Linked DNA regions of Hordeum vulgare: region 1 is linked to region 2. Evidence: chromatin contacts called from public Hi-C data. All regions are on one chromosome and are shown on one strand. The core of a region is the stretch at or near the end of the contact, and the rest is flanking DNA. Distances in the headings are between cores, read along the strand shown. Region 1 has its middle 24 kb from the start of LOC123440385. Region 2 holds the start of LOC123444627.

Region 1 (5,723 bases), core at 783-3,282, 130 kb before region 2:
CGTTTTTTGCTTCTGTTTTTTGTTTTTTGCTTCTCTTTTTTCGACTCTGTTTTTTTATTTTGTTACCTCATGGCTTGATGATTTTTATAGTTTGTGAACTCTTTTTCCAATTCATCAAACTTTTTTCAAATCGAATGAACGTTTTTACAAATTTGATGAACTTTTTTCTCAAATTGAATGATTTTTTTTAATTCGATGAACTTTTTTCACATTTGATGAAGTTTTTTCAAAATCAATGAACTCTTTTTAATTTGGTGACTTTTTCGAATTTTGATGAACTTTTTCCAAGTCTAATGAACTTTTTTAGAAATTTCGATGAACCTTTTTCAAATTTGATCAACTTCTTTTGAAAACTGATTACCTTTTTTTCAAATTTGATGACCCTTTTTTGAATTTTTTAATTTCGATGAACTTTTTTGAAAACCGAATTTTTTTCAAATTTGATGAACGGTTTTCCAAATCACTGAACTTTATATGAAAAATAATGAACCTTTTTCCAAGTTTAAAATCTGTCAACAAATTTTCCTATTGGGAAAACTTTTTTTTCCAAAATCGACGTACTTTAGTTTCCAAAAATTAATGAAATTTGTCAAGGCCTGCAGGGGTGCCGCGCTGTTTGATGGGCCGGCCAACGCGGGTGTTGCAGGCACAGGGAGGGCAAACCGGCGCCTGTAGTGCCGTATAGGAGGTCCCATGATCCATTGGCCTGCCCATCTTCATCTGCGTGCCGTTCCTTAAGTTTTTTTTCATTTCGGTGATTCTTTCTTTTCACTTTTGATATTTTTTTTCTTTTTCCTTTTTCCTTTTTAGCTTTTAAAAAAGTTCAAATATTGTTTAAAATTTTCATAAATGGTCATGTTGCCAAAATTTCATCACATTTTTGAAATAATGTTCATCTGTTCAGAATTTAGTCACAATTTTCAAAAATATTCCTTTCCTCAATTTTTTGTCCAGAGTTTTAGAACATGCTCCCTTTATCTAGAAAAGTACAAATATTAAAAGAATCGTGATTTTTAAATTATGTTCCTTTATCAATGTATTTTTGACTTATTCAGAAAATGTTTCTTTTTTGATTCCTTTCTTCTAAAATTTGAAAAGTAATCACTATAAGAACATTGATTTCTATAATTATTTTGGGGATTTCAAAAAATATTTATCTTTTCCCAAATTTAAAAAATACTCTTGTTTTCAAGTTTCGTTCATGTATTACCAAAATTGATTTGTTTTTTTAATTCCAGGACACTTTTTGAAACACAAATAATTTTGTCAAAACAGTCAACAAATTTTGAGAATAAGACTATTTTTTTAATCATGAACATTTTATGAAAACCGTGAAGAAATTTTAAAAAGGAACAAATATTTGAAACAAAAAATATTTGTATGAAATCATAAATTTTTTTAAACAAGAACATTTTCTTAAATTCCAGTTTTTTCAAAACACAGACATTTTGAAAAATCATGAAGCTTCGTGATTAAGAGAACAGTTTTTGAAACCCACTTTTTTAAATGACCACATTATGATAATTTTTTGTAATTTCGGATTGTTTTTGAGTTATGAATATTGAAATAAAGATTGTGAAAAAACATTTGTACGTGAGAACATTTTCTGAAATTCAGTATAAAATTTGTGAAATATCAAAAAAAAAAGGAAAAGGGAAAAATATAATACGAAAATGCAAAACTGAAAACGAAAACAATATTTTATTTTGAGAAATAAAAATATCTTTTGAAGTTATCAGAAAGCTTTTAATATATGACTATATTTTGAAATTTGGAATATATTTTTACAGAAAGAACATTTTTCGAAATTTAACAATAAATTTTGAACGTGAACTAGGTTTAAAAATCTAAAATAATATTGAAATAGAAAAAGTAAAAAAAACTAAAACTAAATAACTAAATAAGAAATAACACAGAAATTATGAAAAAGAAGGAAACAGGAATATTTTTGACGCTGTTGTACTGGGCTGGCCCATTTGTCGACCCCCCCTGCGGCGCCACTTTAGTTTGATGCACGGTGCGTCAAATAGTGGCTTTTACATGTATGTTCCCTCGCATCAGGCTCCAGACTAAGTACAGTCCATATAAATATTCTAAATGTTTTCTCAAGAAAGTAATATAAATTATATATATATGTATATGGAACTTACACTTTAAATAAAGCATTTGGTGAAAATGTAAAGAAGGTATTAAAGAAATATCAAATGTGTATTGAGAAAAAGTTTGTCATGTATACAAAAACATTTAAAAAACAATTTGTTTAAAAAATATTGATCACGTATTTAAGAAATATACTCCCTCCGTTCCAAAATAAGTGCCACTCACTTAGTATAAAATTTGTACTAGTTTAGTTATAGATTTTCGACACTTATTTTGGGACGGAGGGATTATTTGAAAAGCATTTGATTTAATGTCAATAAATTATTTAAAAGAATTAAGTGCTTATAAAAAATGTTTGTCAAGTACACAAAAAAGATATATATAAAACAAAAGCAATGTATGGAAATATGTTGATCATGTGTTTAAATAATATTAAATATATGTAGATAAATTATTTCTCATCTATTTGAATAATGTATATAAAAATATACAATGTGTATGAAAAACCTTAATCATGCATTTGGAAAAATGCTAATGAAATATTTGAATTTTTGAAAATGTGTATAGATTTATTATTTTTATGTATACAAAAAATATATACAAAACAAATACAATGTGTATGAAACATGTTGGTCATATTTTTGCAAATATGACATGTGTATGAAAAATATTCCTGGCGTATACAAAAAATGGAAGTTGTGCGTGAAAAATATTTATTGCCATTGAAAAATGTTTGCCGTGTATTGAAAAATGTTTCATACCCATGTAATGTATACAAAAAATGTTTGCCGTGTATTAAAAAATATTAATCATGTCTATGATGTATTGGATATATACCACAAATGTATAATGTATATGAAAAATATTGGTTATGAAGATAAATTCCTTCTAAAAAAGGTTAATCATATTTTCAATAATGTTGAACGAGCATATAAATATGTTCATAATGTATACAAAAAAAAAGGTAATGAGTACTGAACAATGTTGGCATCTGTTGAAAAAAAAACCCGATGAAAATTGATAAAAGAAACAAATAAAAAAGAAAATCAATGTGAAAGATTGAAAGCTGTGAAAACAAAGAAATAAACAAGGAAAACAAAGAAGACCGACGGAAACCACGTAAGAAATAAAGAAAAAAAGAATAAAACACCAATAAAAATGAAGAAAGAACAAAAGAAAAGAAAAGAAAGTAAAAACAAAGAAAATCGGTGGAATATTAATAAATCCAAAGAAACCCACGAAGAAATGAAACATATCGAAAGAAGAAACGGAAAACCCCTAAACTATGAAGACGGTGCAACACAATGAAAAATAGCACTACAAGATTCGCTTGGTTCTATAGCGATTTGTAGAAGCTTCATGCGATGCCATGCTACATATGTGTGTCACCCTCGGCAAAAACGACAAAAATGACTTTTTTGGGTAGCGCCTAACACTTTTGGGTAGCGCCTAACACGTAGGCGCTATGCTACACTCGGTAGCGTCGTTGTCACGAACGCTATACTCCCTGCCAACATGGCCTCACACAGTCAAGTCAGGGCTCACGTATGATTGTGTGAAGCCTTTCGTCTAGGCGTTACACTTTATCGTGTGAAACCTTTGTCTTAGGTGCTATACGCTGACTTAGAGAATTTTCAACTCGTCCTAGCTCTTATATGCTCTCTAACCTCGTCAGTGGACAAACACTAAGTCCTAGTGTAGCGCTTGTACCTTCGGCGCTATGATAGCGGCTTCCCCTCATGTGCTATGATAATTGAACTGTATGTCCAAAGAGCAATATAGAGCATTTCTTAGTAAATGTGCTAGTCTATTCATAGAGATTTTAGTTCCCTATTTTGTAGTAATGCGCTAGTTCATGGATGAAAAGAATACGGATATAAGTACATACATGTGTTTTAAGTATTATGCATTGAGTGTGCATGTGTTCAGTGCCAATTTGCATAGGGTAATATAGGTCAAGCAATAAAATCCAAAACTAGACTACTAATAGAGCATTGTTGATGGCAAAAACAAATGCCAACATGTTCCACTTCGATAAAAAGATAAAAAAATGAGGTGCAGTAAAATAGTATGAGCGTAAAATTACGATATTATTTTGTTGTGGTGCTTGTCTTGACAATCTAAATTTACTCACATAATGTAGTACAATATATTCTCATACTATATGTAGACTTGAAACGCATCATCTTTTAATCAATCTTAAGCTTTCTAGTCATAGCCATAGCACATCGAGTTACAATTTTTTCAACCAAATTTATCATGCTTTCATAGTCTCAATATGCTTTATATATCTAGCTTTCAAATGTAAGGGAGAAAGTGAGACTTTATTTAAAGTAGCACATTCTTATAGCAAAAAGGGAAGAAGAGAAAGGGATGTGCAAAATGGAAAAGTAGAGATAGAACAATTAACCTACAAGGCACCTCCCTAGAAAAGGAGACAAGAACAACATAGCGAAAAAACATTTGAAAGAATAGATCATTACTTCAACGGTGGTAAATCCAGGATTTTATTTTGAGAATCACATAACTGCATTGATTACAGAACATCACAACAAAGTTCGTTCTTGATACAATCTGGAACTACACTATGATAAAAATGATTTACAACAAGCTCACAACTCCGAGTTAATTTGTGGGCCACCACGTTCAAACCACGCGTGACATGTAAGAAAGAAGAAATAGAAAACCCAGACGCAAGAGACTTGTTGTCTCAGACAACAACACCTACTCTTGATCGATCTTGAACCATAGACCTGATCTTCTTCACCATGTACAGGCAATCAGATGCCAAAATAATTGATGTACAGCCTTCAGATCGACAAACCTCAAGAGCACGTCGAATGGAAAGCGCCTCAGCCAGCTCAAGTTCAGAAAATCCCTCAAGCTCCTCATTGCCAGCAAACATGCACTCCCCAAGATGATTCCTAGCCACAAAGCACATGCCCATCCACCGATAGATGGAAACAATGCAACATCAACATTCACAAACACCGAGCCAGCAGGTGGCGGCATTCAAAAAAGAGTTGAAGAACAAGACTCACGCCTGGAACCAGGTTCGGGCTTAGAACAATGTTGCACCACCATACAGACATAGGCATGAATTTTGGAAGAGGTTCTAGCAGGATGCACATCGGTACCGTTATTACATACCTCATTTCGAGCTTCCCATATAGGCCATACAGTGATAGCCAAGATAGTAGCTTGAATCTTCAAAGCATGAGCCAGGAAATCGAACATCCATTGATGACGATTTACCATGTCTTTTCTACATAACCTGACATTGACCTCCTCTTTATCACCTTTCCAAACTGAATGGGCAAAGGGGCACAACAAGAAGAATTGCTCCACCCGCTCAGTCCGGTTACAAAAAGATCAACCATCATCAGCAGGAATGTGACGCCTCACCAGCTTGAAACTTGTAGGCACACAATCATGCACGAAACGCCACAAAACAATCTTCATTTTGTTTGGACAATTGATTGGCCAAAGGGCCTTTCACTCCTTTTCTTGCACCTCAAGATTGGAAGTCAGACCCTTGTCCTTTCCACTTCAAGAGGAGAAGAATCCCTCACTTCTCGCAAGATTATAGCCAGACTTGACCGAGTAAATGCCAAGCTTGGCAT
Region 2 (5,023 bases), core at 2,063-4,562:
TCTTATCAGGGTCGTCGACACGTCGGGAGGTCCTGCTAGCTTTGCCTTACCTTAGCGATATATCTTGCATATATGAATCCCGGTGAAGCTTTGGTTCTCCCCAGAGTTGAGGTTTTCCTCTAAGGAATCCGACGAGATCACGAGATTCGTGATAGAGGATTACTTTGCGGCCTGTTTACGTTTGTGATGGGCTAGTTGGAGCTCCCGTGCAGGGTTTAATCTTTCGGAAAGCCGTGCCCGCGGTTATGTGGCAACTTGGAATATTTTGTTAACATCCGGTATTAGATAACTTAAACATAAACTAATAAAATTGCCAACCGTGTGCGTAACCGTGACTGTCCCCTGAAAGATCTCTCTTCGATCGGGAACACGGTGGGGTTATGAATGACGTAGGTAGGTGTTCAGGATCACTTAGTGATTAGGTACTCTCGACCGCTAGTATAGTCCACCTTCATAAATGTTCTACGTAAGTTAGCCACCATTTCAAGCTTAGGTTGCTGCAACCTTAAACACTCAACCTATCCAACCTAATAACTTGACTAGTTCTGGCACCAAGGTCATAGATTGCTCAGTCCCCGTGGCTCACAGATTTCTTCACAAAATCAACAGGTTCAGGTACCCCGGAGACAGGTGATCCCGACGGCACGCAACTGGCGTGGCGGTACAACGAGGAGTCCAACCGCCTGTACGTGAACTATTTAGAAGATTGAGGCGTGGTCGCGATCGTGGGCCAACAAGCAGGCTAGCATAGCCTTTCCTCTTGTTTTGTAGTCCGTAGCAGAACTACTTTGATTGTATGCGTGATGTACTCTGATATATTTATGAGAAGGCAATTGAACCCCTGATTGTCTATCTTTTATTATTATGTATGTGATGTGTTACCTGTTTGCGAGACGCTTAGATGCACTCCTTTCCAATTCGGGACCTCGATCCCCAGATCGGAAAGGACCGCATCTTGGTCGTTACAATTCAGTTTGTTGATATCGGACTCAACGGGGCCTTCAGCGGTTTGCTGGCGGGCTTCAAGGTAAACCATGTAGTGTTAGATTTATTTATAAGGTTTTACATGCCTTATAGGTATAATAGCCCTCGAGCCATGGGTGAGTTGAAGAACTTACCCGTGACTCAAAAGAACTTATAGTCATGAACAAAAACAGTTCGGGGACCCTTTGAACTATAACAGCTCAAGGGGGGTACTTCGACCGAATGTCCCAGTTCCGATAGCTCGGATGCTTACCAATCCATAACTTGTCTCGCAGGCCTTGTCCTCGGTTGTGGCCACCAACGCCCTTGAACTTGCCGGGCTGAACCGAAAAACTCAAGGTTTCCGATGAGGAGCTCATCCGTCTTAATAGTCGGTTTGACAAGAAGCAGGGTAAGCTTGATGCGTGGCGCTAAGACTCTTGTTGTACTAAATAGGTTAGTACCGTCTGGCTTTGGTATATGACATCTTGATTTCGATTCATGTGAGGAGCTATGGACGTGGAGTTTGAGAAACTCAGGGCCGAACTGGAGAAGGCCAAGCAAGAGGCCACCGCTCATAAGATGGTGGCCGAACAGACAGCCGTCGAGCTAAACTCGTTGAAGGTTGAGAGAGGCGGAAACAAGGCTAGGGTGGCTGAGGTTTAGCGGAAGCTTCAAGATGCGAGCGCTAAGAGCGAGGCCTTGGAACAAAAATCTAAAGAATAAGCGGCTGAGCTATCCAAGTTGTCCTCCGAACTCAAATCAGAGCGGGTAGAAAGGCGTTTTTTCGAAGAAGAAGTGCGCCAAGCCAAGAAGATTGCGGATGGTAAGACATACTTACTGCAATGTGTCTTTGGTGGAAACAGGTTTGCCTTTCTTACACGGCTATGGCGTTCCCTATGCGCCTTCACGGACCTTCCACGGAGTGTAGCAGACGTGACCAAGCACTACGCGGCCCAAGATGGGGACGTTGAGCAGAGGCTTTTCTGCGCACAGTTTCAGACTCCCGAGCCCAACCCCCTTCTCGTCTACCAAGATGAAACAGCTCATGGAGTTGCACAGGATGGCGGAGCCTACCATGAAGGACCTCTACATACGGTTGTGGCCTACCGAGCCTCTTCCGAGCAGTTACTTCGGCTTAGTGCGGAAGTTGTACGACGCCGTGACTCAAATCGAGGTCCTGAAACGCTCTGTTTGCATAGAGAAAGCTTAGATGGCTTTTTGCGAGGACCATGATGCACTCGCCAGGGGCGAAGGCCCCTACACTTGGGTTGTTACATGCGGATCGGAAAGCTGTGTGACCCAAGCCGTCCTCAAGGTCATCGCCGTGCAACACAAGGCCGTCGTTGAGGACAACAAGGCCCGCGTCGTCAAGGCCACACAGGCGGTGACAACGCACACCCTCCTCATGCTAGTGTTTAGCTGACCCAAGCCGACCACTCTTTCCGTTGCCATCATGGCCTCGACGAGCACATGCTTGTCAGCCGTTCGCCCTGCACAGGACCGGTCGTCGAGCTTCTCCACAATGTTGGAAACGGGCGGTATTCATCCGACTCACGAGCATGCTGCGATAGGGGTGTTCATCTTATAGGCTGGCATGTGCGCCAGCCGCTGACGCTCTTGTTGACTTGAAACTATGAAGATGTTTATTTTGTAGGTTGGCACGTGTGTTGGCCGTTGACGCTCTTGCCGGCGTGAAATTATGTGTGCCGGCCGTTGGTGCTGTAGCTGACATGAACTATGACCGTGGCGTCTAAGAGGGTGTTTGTTTCCAGGGACATTGGTTTTGGGACTTAAAAAAGTCCCTATAAGTCCCACCTAAACCAAACACAAGGGACTTATTGGGACTTATTATGGTTATTTGGGACTTATCAAATAAGACTCTCTAGTAGGAGCTTATTGGGACTTATTGCTGGTTAGGCCCGCGGAAGTCTCCCGCATCGATCCAGTGGCCGCGTCGCTCGCTCGTCGCTCGCACCGCCCCAATCGCCGCTGGCCGCGCGCCCGGTCGCCGCCCCGCCCCGCCCGGTCCCCGGTCCGTCGCCGCCCGATCGCCGCCCTGCCCCGTCGCCACCCGGTCTCCCTCGGTCCGTCCCCCCCCCCCCCCCCCCCGTCCCGTTATCTGCGCTGGAGTTTTCTGGTCCTGCTACTCCAGCAGTACGCATGGTTCATGTTGCTGGTTCCCTAGGTAGAATAGGAAAACAGAATTCAGCACTAGTATTGTTGCCGTTTCCTGTATAATAACTGAAAAGGATGGAACTGATAACATTTTGGAACTGATGACTATTCTGCAATTCATTTGTATGAACAAGGGTTATGTGAACAAGTGTATTTTATTATGTGCAACATGGATTTATAAGTCCGTGTAAACAAACAGGTAGGAACTCGGGATTTATGAGTCCCTGTAAACAAACTGTAAATAAACAGGTAGGGACTTATGACTTATAAGTTAACACTTGAAAAAGTTTTAGGACTTATGAAACAAACAGGGCCTAAATTTCAGTTCCCATTTCTTCACAAAAAATTCAGGCGGCGGGACGAATTCGTCCGCCGGTGTCGCAGCAATGGTGCCGTCGCTGTGCTGTGCTGTGCAGCAACGAGCGGCAGGAGAGGGCAGCGTGGGCGGTGTCGTCCCGTCCCGTCCCACAAGGCTCGCATGTTACCCTCACGCCGTCAATCGTCATCGACTGGCCACAAAAGGGAAGCTGGCGGAGGCGAGCACGCGCACCGTGACTCGGCCGGAATAGAAAACCCCACTCCCGATCCCACCCGCGGATTCCCCGAGCCTCACCCCGCCTCGCCCAATTCCGCCAGCCAGCCCAACGCTCTCTGCTCTCCAGGCCCGAATGGCGGCGGAGGCCCGGGCCGAGGGCTCCGGGCCGCCCGCGCCGCCTCCGCTGCCCGTCCCCGAGAAGCGCCCGGCCCCGGTAGACGGCCGGGAGGAGGAGCGGCCCGGGGCGAAGCGGCGCCGCGCGAGCGTCGCCGCGCTCGACGACGTGCCCTGTGCCGCGGCCAAGGGCGGGGACGGCGAGGCGGACGGGAACCGGGACGGCGGCTCGTCCTTCTCCTTTCAGCACGCGCCCGGCGGTTTCGTGGCGCTGGAGAGGACGCCCAAGTTTGGGTCGTTCAACCCGCCGGTGGCCGCCGAGCAGGAGGCCCTCGGCCCGGAAGATTCACCGGCTGTGAAGGAGGAGGAGGTGGAGGAGGATACGGCCTCGGCCACCGGAGTCGAGGATGGCAAAGACGGGAGTTCACAGTCAGTGGCGGCGGTGGACGATCGGGGCCGTCGCCATCCGGCAAGACAAACTGAATCGGAATCGGAACGATGACTTTGCTTGGAGTTGGAGTGGTAACGGACGGCGACTCCCTTGATTCGATTAGTTTCTTCTCCGCAGCTCAGTTTAGATTTCAAGGGCGTCAATGTTGTTCTCTTCCTTGCTAGATCATGTGATGGTTGCAGTTGAACGGGATCTATGCCAAAGCTTTGTTTTTCTCATGGAATGGAAGATTTGAAGTCAACGTTGATTCCTCTTATATCTAGAACCAAACCTGGTGTTTTTCTCTCATGCAGAATGCACCAACTCTTCTTGCCAAGTGATCTGGAAACAATTGTGATTCCTTATGGCTGCGCATGCTGGTGAACTGGTGATAGGTACCTACTGAAATACGAGTAGTTAATTCCAGGATTTGCTTAATTTCGTTGCCGTTTCCCATTACAAATTCGATTTTTCTTATCAACAAACTTGATAGTGTAGCTGTTCTTCTCATGTCAGCATGGATTGGAACAAATTCACACCTGTGTACCACAACCACAAAACTGAGACCAAATACAGAGCCTCACTCAGTCAGTCAACGACCGGTGCTGCCTCTGACAGTGAGTCTTCCTTGCTAAACGTGGCACTCGATGACATTGGTTCCCTGTACCATTCATTCTCCTCGCGAGTGAGAAAGCGAGCCTCTGCACCAAAAACACGAAGGATTCGAAATTAGCGCAATATAGGTTCCAGATTGTTTGTTTAACACTCCTTTTGTCTAATCGGATATGAGCAATCCAGTTTTG

What was found. A called contact is a pair of places that touch in the nucleus more often than the background predicts.
Region 1: a Hi-C map of leaf shows a contact between it and region 2, with 2.0 times the contacts expected there. The contact joins the enhancer-like site here to the promoter of LOC123444627 in region 2. A contact is called at or near these places in 2 of 6 Hi-C or Micro-C datasets (leaf and seedling).

Annotation. Positions count from the first base shown.
Region 1 is chr3H:518,945,995-518,951,717 of MorexV3_pseudomolecules_assembly, reverse strand. No RefSeq gene overlaps it. Among protein-coding and RNA genes, the nearest start is that of LOC123440385, 24 kb to the right of the region's middle. Within about 2 kb of position 2,032, at least 2 of the 3 cell types and tissues checked have open chromatin away from gene starts, as enhancers often do. A contact at or near this core is called in leaf, where this site is marked.
Region 2 is chr3H:518,821,402-518,826,424 of MorexV3_pseudomolecules_assembly, reverse strand. LOC123444627 reads left to right here and starts at 3,312. Exons shown (of 2, transcript XM_045121415.1): 1 at 3,312-4,312; 2 at 4,406-4,497. The coding sequence starts at 3,810. The coding sequence ends at 4,292. It overlaps LOC123444625 (4-diphosphocytidyl-2-C-methyl-D-erythritol kinase, chloroplastic), which reads right to left. Exons shown (of 11, transcript XM_045121411.1): 11 at 4,638-4,921. The coding sequence ends at 4,809.